2 separate regions of the Gossypium hirsutum genome follow, and region 1 is linked to region 2. The links are chromatin contacts, called in public Hi-C maps. All regions are on one chromosome and are shown on one strand. Each heading gives the region's core, a stretch centred on a gene start, on an enhancer-like site or on the middle of the called end of the contact. The rest is flanking DNA. Distances are from core to core; before and after follow the strand shown. Region 1 holds the start of LOC107929855 (glutamyl-tRNA(Gln) amidotransferase subunit C, chloroplastic/mitochondrial). Region 2 has its middle 9.4 kb from the start of LOC107929952.

Region 1 (5,138 bases), core at 1,283-3,782, 40 kb before region 2:
GTGTCTTTCCTTTTCATAAAATTCTAATAGTTGGTGAACTTGGCTCAGGTATCTTCACCAGTACATTGTGTCGCTGGAAAGAAATGGAAAACTGGAAACACTTGAAGCAATAAATGAGAGGATCCGGAAACGGTTCAAGAACCCAAAATTGTCAAATAGTAATTGTGCCAAAGTTTGCAGGCATGCCTCTAGTGCTTGGTATCGTTCTATTATAATTGGCTTGGCATCAATCACTCTGTTGCAATCTGGATTCTCGAATGAGGTTCAAACCCTTAGCCAACAAACAGATGGTGTCGTGGAAAGCAGTCAGCAGCTTTGTGTTGATCTGCAAACACATGAAATATGGAATTCGTCGTTCGAGGACTCAACTCATTTGGAAAGTCTCCAAGCAAAATGGAACCCAACATTGGCAAAAATTAATAATATTGTGATAAAGAAAGCTTCTGATGGAGATTTGGAGACTGCCAACTCTTTGCTTAGAAGTTCATATAATTTCTATCGCGAGAGCTCCTGTGTAATGCTCCCATCCAGTCTCAACCTTTCTTTAGTGCCATCTCGACTAGTAAAAGAAAAGCAATTTCCATTGAGCATGGAAGGGGTTGAACCTCTTGATCTAAGCAATCCAAGGAAGCTTTTGTTGTGGGCTTATACGCTGTTGAATGGCCGCTATGCCAGCATCTCGGTCGTTGTAAAATATTGTGAAGAAAATGCTAAGGTGTGAAAGTTTAGAAACTTTTTTAGATTGCTAGAGCACACAAGATCCTCTTTTTTCTTGGATAGTGCTTTGATTGTACTTGTAGTTCTTCTTCAAGAACGAAAAATGGTATAGGTTTAATGGATTTCACTTTTAAATATCTACTGAAATACAAAACAATTGTTAGCATGAGTAAAACTTACTGATTGGCCTTCTTTTGTTCCACAGTTGAAGATGAAAAGGGGAGCTGCAACTTCTTCAGCACCTCAAAATACGAACACTAGCATTGCTGCATCCAGCCATACAGGTTAACTCTACTACTTGAGCAATCGATTACTTTATTTATTATTTCTTTTCTTCAAATGGTTCGATGTCTAGTAGACCTATCACAGTTAGCATCCATGGAAATGCAGCTTTATTATCCAACAGTTCATTTGAATAGAAGAGATAAATAAACCCCATGTCTTCTTATCTTTATGTTTTACCATTTGAAAACTTGGAGACTACATTCCCCAACTCAATATAACCTCTGATGAACTTCCAGCTGCCAGTAGCGGCAAAGAAGCAGCAAGTCATGGTGGAGGCAGTGAAGCGGAAACAACTGTGGTGACATCGGGGCCACCTGTTGTAGTGTCTGAAAGTGATAGCAGACATTCTGCCAATCCACTTCCATCGTCGAGTGAGGGTCAAAGAAGCTTACTCGTGGCTCCACAGCTTCATCCCTGTAACAACAATGAAGGGGAAAGGGGAAGGAGCAGTGTTGGACACGAAGGAGATGATACTAACAAAGGCTGATTTTGTATAGTGGATTGATTGTTGTAAAAAAAGTGTCATACATTTGTTACAATTGAAACTAAACTGTACTTGGTTGAGTTTCATTATTATAATTGCAAAGAAAACGGAGGGGCAATGGTTTTGCTTAGTGAAATTTCTCAAAATTTAACTTCGTTACAAGTAGTATATGATAAGAAGATGGCACGTTCAATGAATACAAAATAATTTACTTATAAATATAACATGACATGTGATGAGGGTTCAAGACAAAATTATATAAAAAAAATGTTTGGAGTTTAAAGTTAAAATTTTATACTAAAATAGTTTAAATTGAATTTTTAACTTTTAACATGGGTCAAAAATATAGATTTCCTATTTAATAAGGAGATTAAAAAGAATTAAATTAAATTATTAGTATTTAAGAGGAATTAAAATTATAATTGTACCACTGAAATATGATACCTTTATATGTATGTTGTTAAATCTAATGATAAGTTCACAATAATATATATATATATTACAAATGATCTAAAAGAGATAGCGGCTAAAAATTGTGTTGGTATAAAAAAAAAGGACTATGTAGAATGAATCCTTTTTATAATCATCGTTTTAATGCACTTAAATTTATAATTTTTTATACTAGTAATAATGTTATTGCCAATCAAATTAAAATTTAATTAACTTATTTATTAAAATTTTAAATCTTATAAAGTAGTGGTTGTTATCACGACCACGCTTCTCAATAGCATCGTGTCCAAGGTAGGTTTGGGTTTATCTTCCCTTGAAAGTGAAATGATGTTAACAGTGCACTTAACATATTTTAATCTTAAATTTTTTACTCTATTATTTGCCAATCATTGTTTGTAAATCTTTACCAATTCAGTCTGAAATAGTATTTTTATTTAAGACGTGTACAGTGAAATGGATAATTTAGGCATGTTGGGTCAATAAAACCCTTTAAGAATAATATTTTGGGCCGAATAAAATTTAGGCTCAATATTTGCTTCTGGGCCTGAAACCCAAATTAACAAAAGCATTTCACAATTCATGGCGATAACATTGCAGATAAGAGTGGTAGTTACTGTTTCACTTTCTCCAATCCAATAACCAAAGGCATCACAACAATGGGGAGCAGAGCTCTGCTGATGCTCACAAACTTCAATTTTAAAGCCACTGTTTCTTCTTTTGGTTCTGCTTCAAACCCTTTTTTTCTTATTAAAAATAATCTCAGAATCCGAAATTTCTCCACCAAAACAAGGTCTTCTTTGCAGCCACCGGATTTGCCTGGCTTGGCTGAAACTGCTCGAATTTCACTCGCCCCAAATGAGGTTCTTTTTGCCCTATTTTTATTCACTTTCTCATTTATTTATTTATTTGGCTGAAGTTGATTTCTTCAACCCTTTTTTCCTTTGGTTTCAGGTTGAAGAATTTGCTCCCAAAATTGGACAAGTAATAGACTGGTAATTTCTTTTTTTCAATTTAAGTCGAAATTGATATTCGATAAGTAATTTGGAGATGTCCCTACAAACTGGGTGCTGGGTCTTGGGTTTTTATTAATGATTTTTAGCTGTTATTATTTATCAGGTTTTCCCCATTATTCTTGTAAAGATAAAGCTTGTAGAAATACTTTATGGTTATTATGCTCCAAGTATTTACTTATAATCAACGATGTAATCGCCATTTATTAGCTCAGAGGATGTAATTCTCATCACATTACAACTTGAAGATTGGAAAAATAACAGATGAAATTTTCTTTTAAGTTTTGGGTTCTTTATTGCAGGTTTGGGCAACTTCAAGCTGTTGATCTTGACAATGTCGAGCCTGCTATTAGAGCAGGTACTTAGAACTCATTTATATAAATTGGTATTTCTTTCTTGTTTGTTGGTGTTGCTATTGCACTGTACATTTCTGATACGTGTTTGAAGGAGAACTAATCGAGCTTAATTGAGGTATTTATTGACATATCAATGAAAGGTAGTTTTTATACAGTTGCTTGGTTCAATCTTGGCAAAGGTGCAAACCATGCTTTAGGTCCTAGGACTTCTAATAGTCCAAGGCGCAAGGCACAAAAATTGTTCTTTCTCCAGCAAGATAAAGCATGTTTATATATGCACCATGTAAAGTAGATTTTATACGGTTGATTGATTGTCTGTTTTAGTTTTCATGCAGTATTCTTTCTTGTCCTAAACACTCTACAATCTACATGGTGGTCTAGTATTCTTTCCTATAAAAATGTAATAGTTGTAGTTAGGTATCTTAACAAAGCGGGGACTGACAATGTGGAGTGATAGATACAGTTTGTTCTAAATATTAAGCTCTAACAAGGTTTTTCGCCAACTCTATTCTAAATTATGATTTTGGTGCTTCTACTATGCTCAAAGCTGGGATTTACTTGCTATTAAACTATTTGGACTAACTAATCACATTATAGAAGTAGAAAAGTCATATTATGCCAAATTAAAGTCAATATTCCGGAACTTCTTCTTAAAATTACCCTTCTAACTCATGATGCTGATTTATTTTTCTGTGTTAGAAGGGTGTTGTTAAGAAAAATCCACATCATCATTTTAACCAGAATCGTTAACGGTGTTAAATATTTAGACTAACTAATGATATTATAAAAGAAAGGGTCCAAATCATGCCACATTCAAGCATAGTGACTATATCTGAAATTTGAGTTTAGTAGAGGGACTAAGAGCATAATTTGACCCCTGTAAAACTACTACGGATTGAATGTATAATTAATGTGGAGTAATAGATGTGTCTTTTTCTAAATCTTAAGCTCTAACAAGCTTTTTGCCATTCTATTTATTCACAGACACTGAAGGTGATAATTTGCGTGAAGATGTCCCTCAAACATTTGAGAACAAGTGAGCACCTGCACTGTGGTTTCTGAGTTGTAAATTTCCACGGGGTTACTGTCCAGTCATTTTAACTTTGGGTATGTTCTAAACAGGGAAGCGCTTATAGCGTCTGTTCCAAGTTATGAGGAGCCATATATCAAAGTTCCTAAAGTATTGAACAAGGAGTGACACTATTTGGGTACTATATTATACTCAGTTTGGTTCCCAAAGAATTGAATTTCATAAAAATGACCTCAGGTTATCAATTAGATTTGCTTCTCAGGAGCATGATTTCACCACATAATATTCATGCATTGATGTCTCTGTGCAGAACAAGTAGAGCCATTCATACACTTAAGAAAAAGGGAGCATCTTAATTTGCAAGAGAACATTTAGTACTATGAGGAGGGCAGGAAGGAAGCTTTCTCTTGTAACAAATGGATTTTGGGTTTTCCTGATGCTTTCAATGTAGGTGAGCATTTATTTCTGTTGTGTTTTATTTTGCAAGCAAACTGTTGAAATCAGTCATCTTAGGAAAGGAAACTTGATGGCATGTTGTCTCCCAGTTGAGGATTTAATGTAATAACTGGTTTAGTCATGGAGATGACTTTTTCGATCACTTCTTTTTCTTTTTTGATAAAAGGTGGGGGAGGAGTTGTCCAATTGAACGTAGGTCGCAAGTCTTTTGCCACTGCACCACGAGCTCGATTGACAGCTCTTCATGATCTTGAATGTCATTATTATACTGGTTAGCTAGAGACTTATACCGGTGTAAAATTAACATGGTTTTACCCACTTTCATAACTTCTTTTGAGGATTTATGTTTT
Region 2 (4,561 bases), core at 2,029-4,528:
GAATATGTGGAAAATGGGTTTAGCCCGGACGAGTAATCCGAATTAGGGTCTGAATTTAGCCTGGACTGGTAATTCATATCCAAGCTCATTAGAATAATTTTCGTTGCAGGGGATTTAGCCTGGACTGGTAATCCCGCTGTAAGGATGAGGTTCGCGGGAGTGTGCTCTCTGAAATGGAAATGTGCGCACATGAATATGAATTGACGGACCCGGAAATGTACACTAAAAGTGTACCTCTGAAAATCCATCGAAAATTCTAAGAAATTCAACGGGATAAATATGAAAAAAAAATAAGGAAATGGAAATCATGTATTGATGAGCTCATCAATCATAGCATATATTATTGGTACATGGAAATTATTGTACTAACTTGAATGTTGAGTTTGTGCATGTTAGGGTAATAAAGCATTGAATGGATATATGAATGTTTATTGTATTGTATTGAAAATGTTAGGTAAGTATAATTCTTGTTACATGAGCTTACTAAGCACAAAGTGCTTACCCTGTTTCATTTTCCCCTGTTTTGTAGTGTTAAGAGCTCGAAGGTCGAATTGGGTCGGAGACACATCACACTATCAACCTCAGGATTTCGGTATATAAAGCAACTTTTTTTGGAAATCAGTGGCATGTATAAGCTAATAAAGTAAATGTTAACGTGAAATGAATGTAAAGTTAGCCATTAATATGGTTAACAAACCTGGTTTTAGGTATGTGATGACGTTATCTTATAAATATGCATGAATTTATCTTGAAAATATATTGAATTGTTTGGCTGATGTGAATTGGTCTCGATTTAATATTGCAGGGAAGGTTAGATATTTATAAAGGGGCTATATTGAATATAAAATAAAATCGTAAACCTGGTAATATCTCGTACCCTATTCTAACAATGAATACGGGTAGAGGGTATTACAATTCACTTGACGAAGTATACGGAAATTGACATAAAAAAATATAACACTAATAAATATTAAAAAATTATTTAATACATTATTAATGAAAATTTTAAACTTCAATGACAATTCAAAAAGTAATCCATTCCTTCAAAAAGTGTAAACAAAAACAAACACATGCCAATAATTTTTAATCTTGTAGAAATATAGTAACAATATAAATATTAATTATTATGGATGAAGAAAAACAAACCCTAAAATCGAGTCCTATATAAACCCCTATTGGAAGCTATTTTGATTCACTAAAGTCTTGATTTCCCTTAGGGTCCTTTTGAGTATATCTTCCATGGTGTGAGTAAACAAGGGGCTTAAAATATTTGAATTGATGGGGCACCCAATACAAAGAAATAAGATGAGGAATTCTATCCAAGTGATTAGATTGATGAGGTGGAGTCATTAGAAGTGATAAAAGGAGTCCTTATCTGCTGATGATGGTTTAGTTTATCTCTTCATCAAGAGCCACTTGTATGTGTATGAGATTAGTTAAATTAATCAAAATAATAATAAGTTGATGTGAAAGTTTAATGGGGGAGAGACAGGACATGGTCAACTGCACCCACTAATCTCTTTGGAATAAAATCTAGGGGACTGTTTCTGGTTTCTTCATACTCTTATTTCTTTATTTCTTTTTTATGATTAAAGAGGCCGACAAACAACGTGGACGATACTTCCAACATTTCTTTTCTTTTTCCTCATATTTTCATAATTTATAACTTCAATTTATGTAACACATCACTATATCTTACATTATTTTTACAATATATTTGAAATTTAATATCCGTATTTTTATTTTAAAAAATTTAATGTAGAAAATTTTCTATTAAATTTATTGGTTTAATTTTTAAGTTAAAAAATTAATTTGGTATCCGTATATAACAAAAAAAAGAAGTTAAGGTATTAAATTATGTCAAAACTAAAGTATGGAAGTTTAAAATCTCAAATGTAAGAGAAATGTTAGAGTTATATAACTTGAATCTCGTTTGATCCATCCTGAAAAATACGAGGTGCAACTCACTTGTTAAAGAAATAAAATAAAGATGCAAAATTGGGGGGTTGAAGGTCTAAGGGCCGAATCTTACCGCACAAGTTGAATCCGTATAAAATTATACTTCTTTTATTAGACGAGTTGTTTAACCCTTAAAAACTATGCGTAGCCGCAAACCTCTTGTATTGTTATTTTTCAACATTAGTGAATTTCTACTCCTCTACCCATGATTTTTTTCCAATAAGGGTTTTCGTCGTAAAATCTACACGTTCTTATTTTTCTTTCTTATTGCTTTGCGATCATTCCTATTATCATTATCGACGTATAGTATAACAAAAAGTATAGGATCAAAAATCTCAAAAAAAAAATAGAACCAATATTGTATCATGTAAAACAAAATTCATGACATATTAAATCAAAGTTGGTATATAATTTTAACATTTACTCCTTATTTAGTTTCTAGATTTCAATGGTTAGTTTGTTTTTCATTTTCGACTTTACTATTTTATCTCCATTAAATTTTGTTGCTGAGAACTCCTTGAATATTAATTGAGTTGATTCCTTTATATACACTCAACTTTAGGTTAATAAGATGATCATTCAATTCCTATCTGTTCTCGTTGACTCTTTACATTATTGTTGTTGTTGCTTATAACTTTGTTAACTATACCTATATTTGACTCCACTCAATCTAATCCTAACTTATTATATATATTCACCATCTCAATTACCCATTTCTTTTTTCGAATAAAATAGATATTTTAGATTTTATTTAAAATATTTATATAGAATTTGCTATATTTATAATAGACATGATAAAGTATCATGAAGATTTGTAAATTAAGAGTCGGTTACATTTTGTTTTATCTATTCAATAAATAATAAATTAATCAATGTACATTAGATTAAAGAGTCATTCAATTTTATTTATTTGTACTTTTAAAAATTGATGTGATTGACGAAATAACTAGACAGTGACATTTATCATGCCACATGTACCTCATGCTTAGATACAAAAATTAATTTTTAAGAGCAGAAATAGATAGATTTTTTAATAAGACTTATTTGCTCTTAGATCTAATATACAGAAATTAATCTATTCATTTTTTTACAACCTAACTCGTAGTATAAAGTTCTCTATAATACTTTTATTAATATATTTCATTTTTTTTTCTTTCAAATTATTACTTTCACTTAAATTTGTTTGTAATTTAAAATGGAAAAACCAAAGTTGCAAGCAAAAGGCTGAAAAAGAGAGAGAAAAGAGTAGCAATATAAAGGAGAAGAAACCCTCATGGAGGGACCAAAGTCTTTCCATTTTGGTGGAGTAGAGACCACGCACCTTTTTTTTTTTTTTTTGAAACTGTCTCAAAGTACCCTATTCCTCAACCCCATCATAAATAAATCCAATAAAGTGACCATTTTATTTCCCCACGAAAATATTTATAATAAATGTTATATTTGATTTTTATTGGCAGAAACAAATTTCTGGATATGAACTATGAGATGAGATTCTTTGAGATTTGGCTTAGATTTGAAGGCATTGGTGGATATGTATTCTCCAATACCAATCAGCCCACTGGGTCCACAATCTTTCATCAATTATAGATTTCAACCAATTTTCTTTTATTTTTGGAGCCATATTATTTATTAATAAAAGGTTACTACTACATGTATTCATGGTAGAGTCAGGTTCAAAAATTAATTTTTTTTACAAGCTCGACCTAATTTAAGAAAAGTAAATTTGGACTCAGCCCACTCATATATATTTTTTTAGATTAGTTTTTATTTATCAATATATTTTTGTAAATATGATATACTAATGCACTAAAAAACGCTAAAATAAAAGCTTTCTAACACATTAAAAATATATTAAGAAGTATTTATATTAAAAACACTACCATAAATATAATAATTATTTTATTGTATTAAATATGATTTTTTAAATTTATATTTTAAGTTGGGTAAAGTATTTTTTTTTAGGTTTTAAGTAATGCGTTTAATTATTATTGGGTTTGTGATTTAATATAAATATAAATATATATAATTATTAACATTTAACATATATTATCAATATAATTATTTTTATAACATAACATATTCAGGCCAAGCCAGACTTAGGAAAAAAAAATCTTACCCAAGGTTCGGTCAATATAAAAAACGGGTATTAAATTTTATTTAACCCGTTTTTCGAGTTTCATATTTCTTTTCCAAATCCTCCTGTTTTTAAACAGGTCTGAGTGGACGACCTGACCATGAACAGGTCTAGATGGAACTTAGGAAGATATAAAAGACGTTATCACCTCTTATTGGTTTAATTATTTAAAATTTTAAAAATTTATCATATTTTTTGAATAATTTTATTATAGATTCTGATAATATCTTCATTTTTTTTTTACATAATGCTTAAAACTATTTATAACCTCTTTCTAACCCATAAATAGGAAGATAATACTTTTTAGCGCACTTGAACTTACATCCTCCTGCATTGACAATAATACACATACAAATCGAGTTAAAACTCAATTAACAATATAATTTGTATATTTAAAAGTTATAAAAATATTAATTTTGATAGGGAAAGAAATATGACTACATCAAATATGAGATTCTAAGTTGGTTA

The links. Hi-C and Micro-C count contacts between places; a contact is called where the count stands out from the background.
Region 1: a contact with region 2 is called in a Hi-C map of leaf, with 3 times the contacts expected there. The contact joins the promoter of LOC107929855 here to the enhancer-like site in region 2. A contact is called at or near these places in 7 of 34 Hi-C or Micro-C datasets (callus and leaf).

The regions. Positions count from the first base shown.
Region 1 is chrA07:2,701,773-2,706,910 of Gossypium_hirsutum_v2.1, reverse strand. LOC107929855 (glutamyl-tRNA(Gln) amidotransferase subunit C, chloroplastic/mitochondrial) reads left to right here and starts at 2,532. Exons shown (of 7, transcript XR_005930197.1): 1 at 2,532-2,796; 2 at 2,888-2,928; 3 at 3,249-3,304; 4 at 4,287-4,338; 5 at 4,425-4,510; 6 at 4,643-4,783. LOC107929931 (calcineurin-binding protein 1) reads left to right here. Exons shown (of 19, transcript XM_016861476.2): 17 at 49-715; 18 at 923-1,001; 19 at 1,239-1,616. The coding sequence ends at 1,489.
Region 2 is chrA07:2,663,063-2,667,623 of Gossypium_hirsutum_v2.1, reverse strand. No RefSeq gene overlaps it. Among protein-coding and RNA genes, the nearest start is that of LOC107929952, 9.4 kb to the left of the region's middle. Within about 2 kb of position 3,278, at least 4 of the 9 cell types and tissues checked have an H3K27ac peak or open chromatin away from gene starts, as enhancers often do. A contact at or near this core is called in leaf, where this site is marked.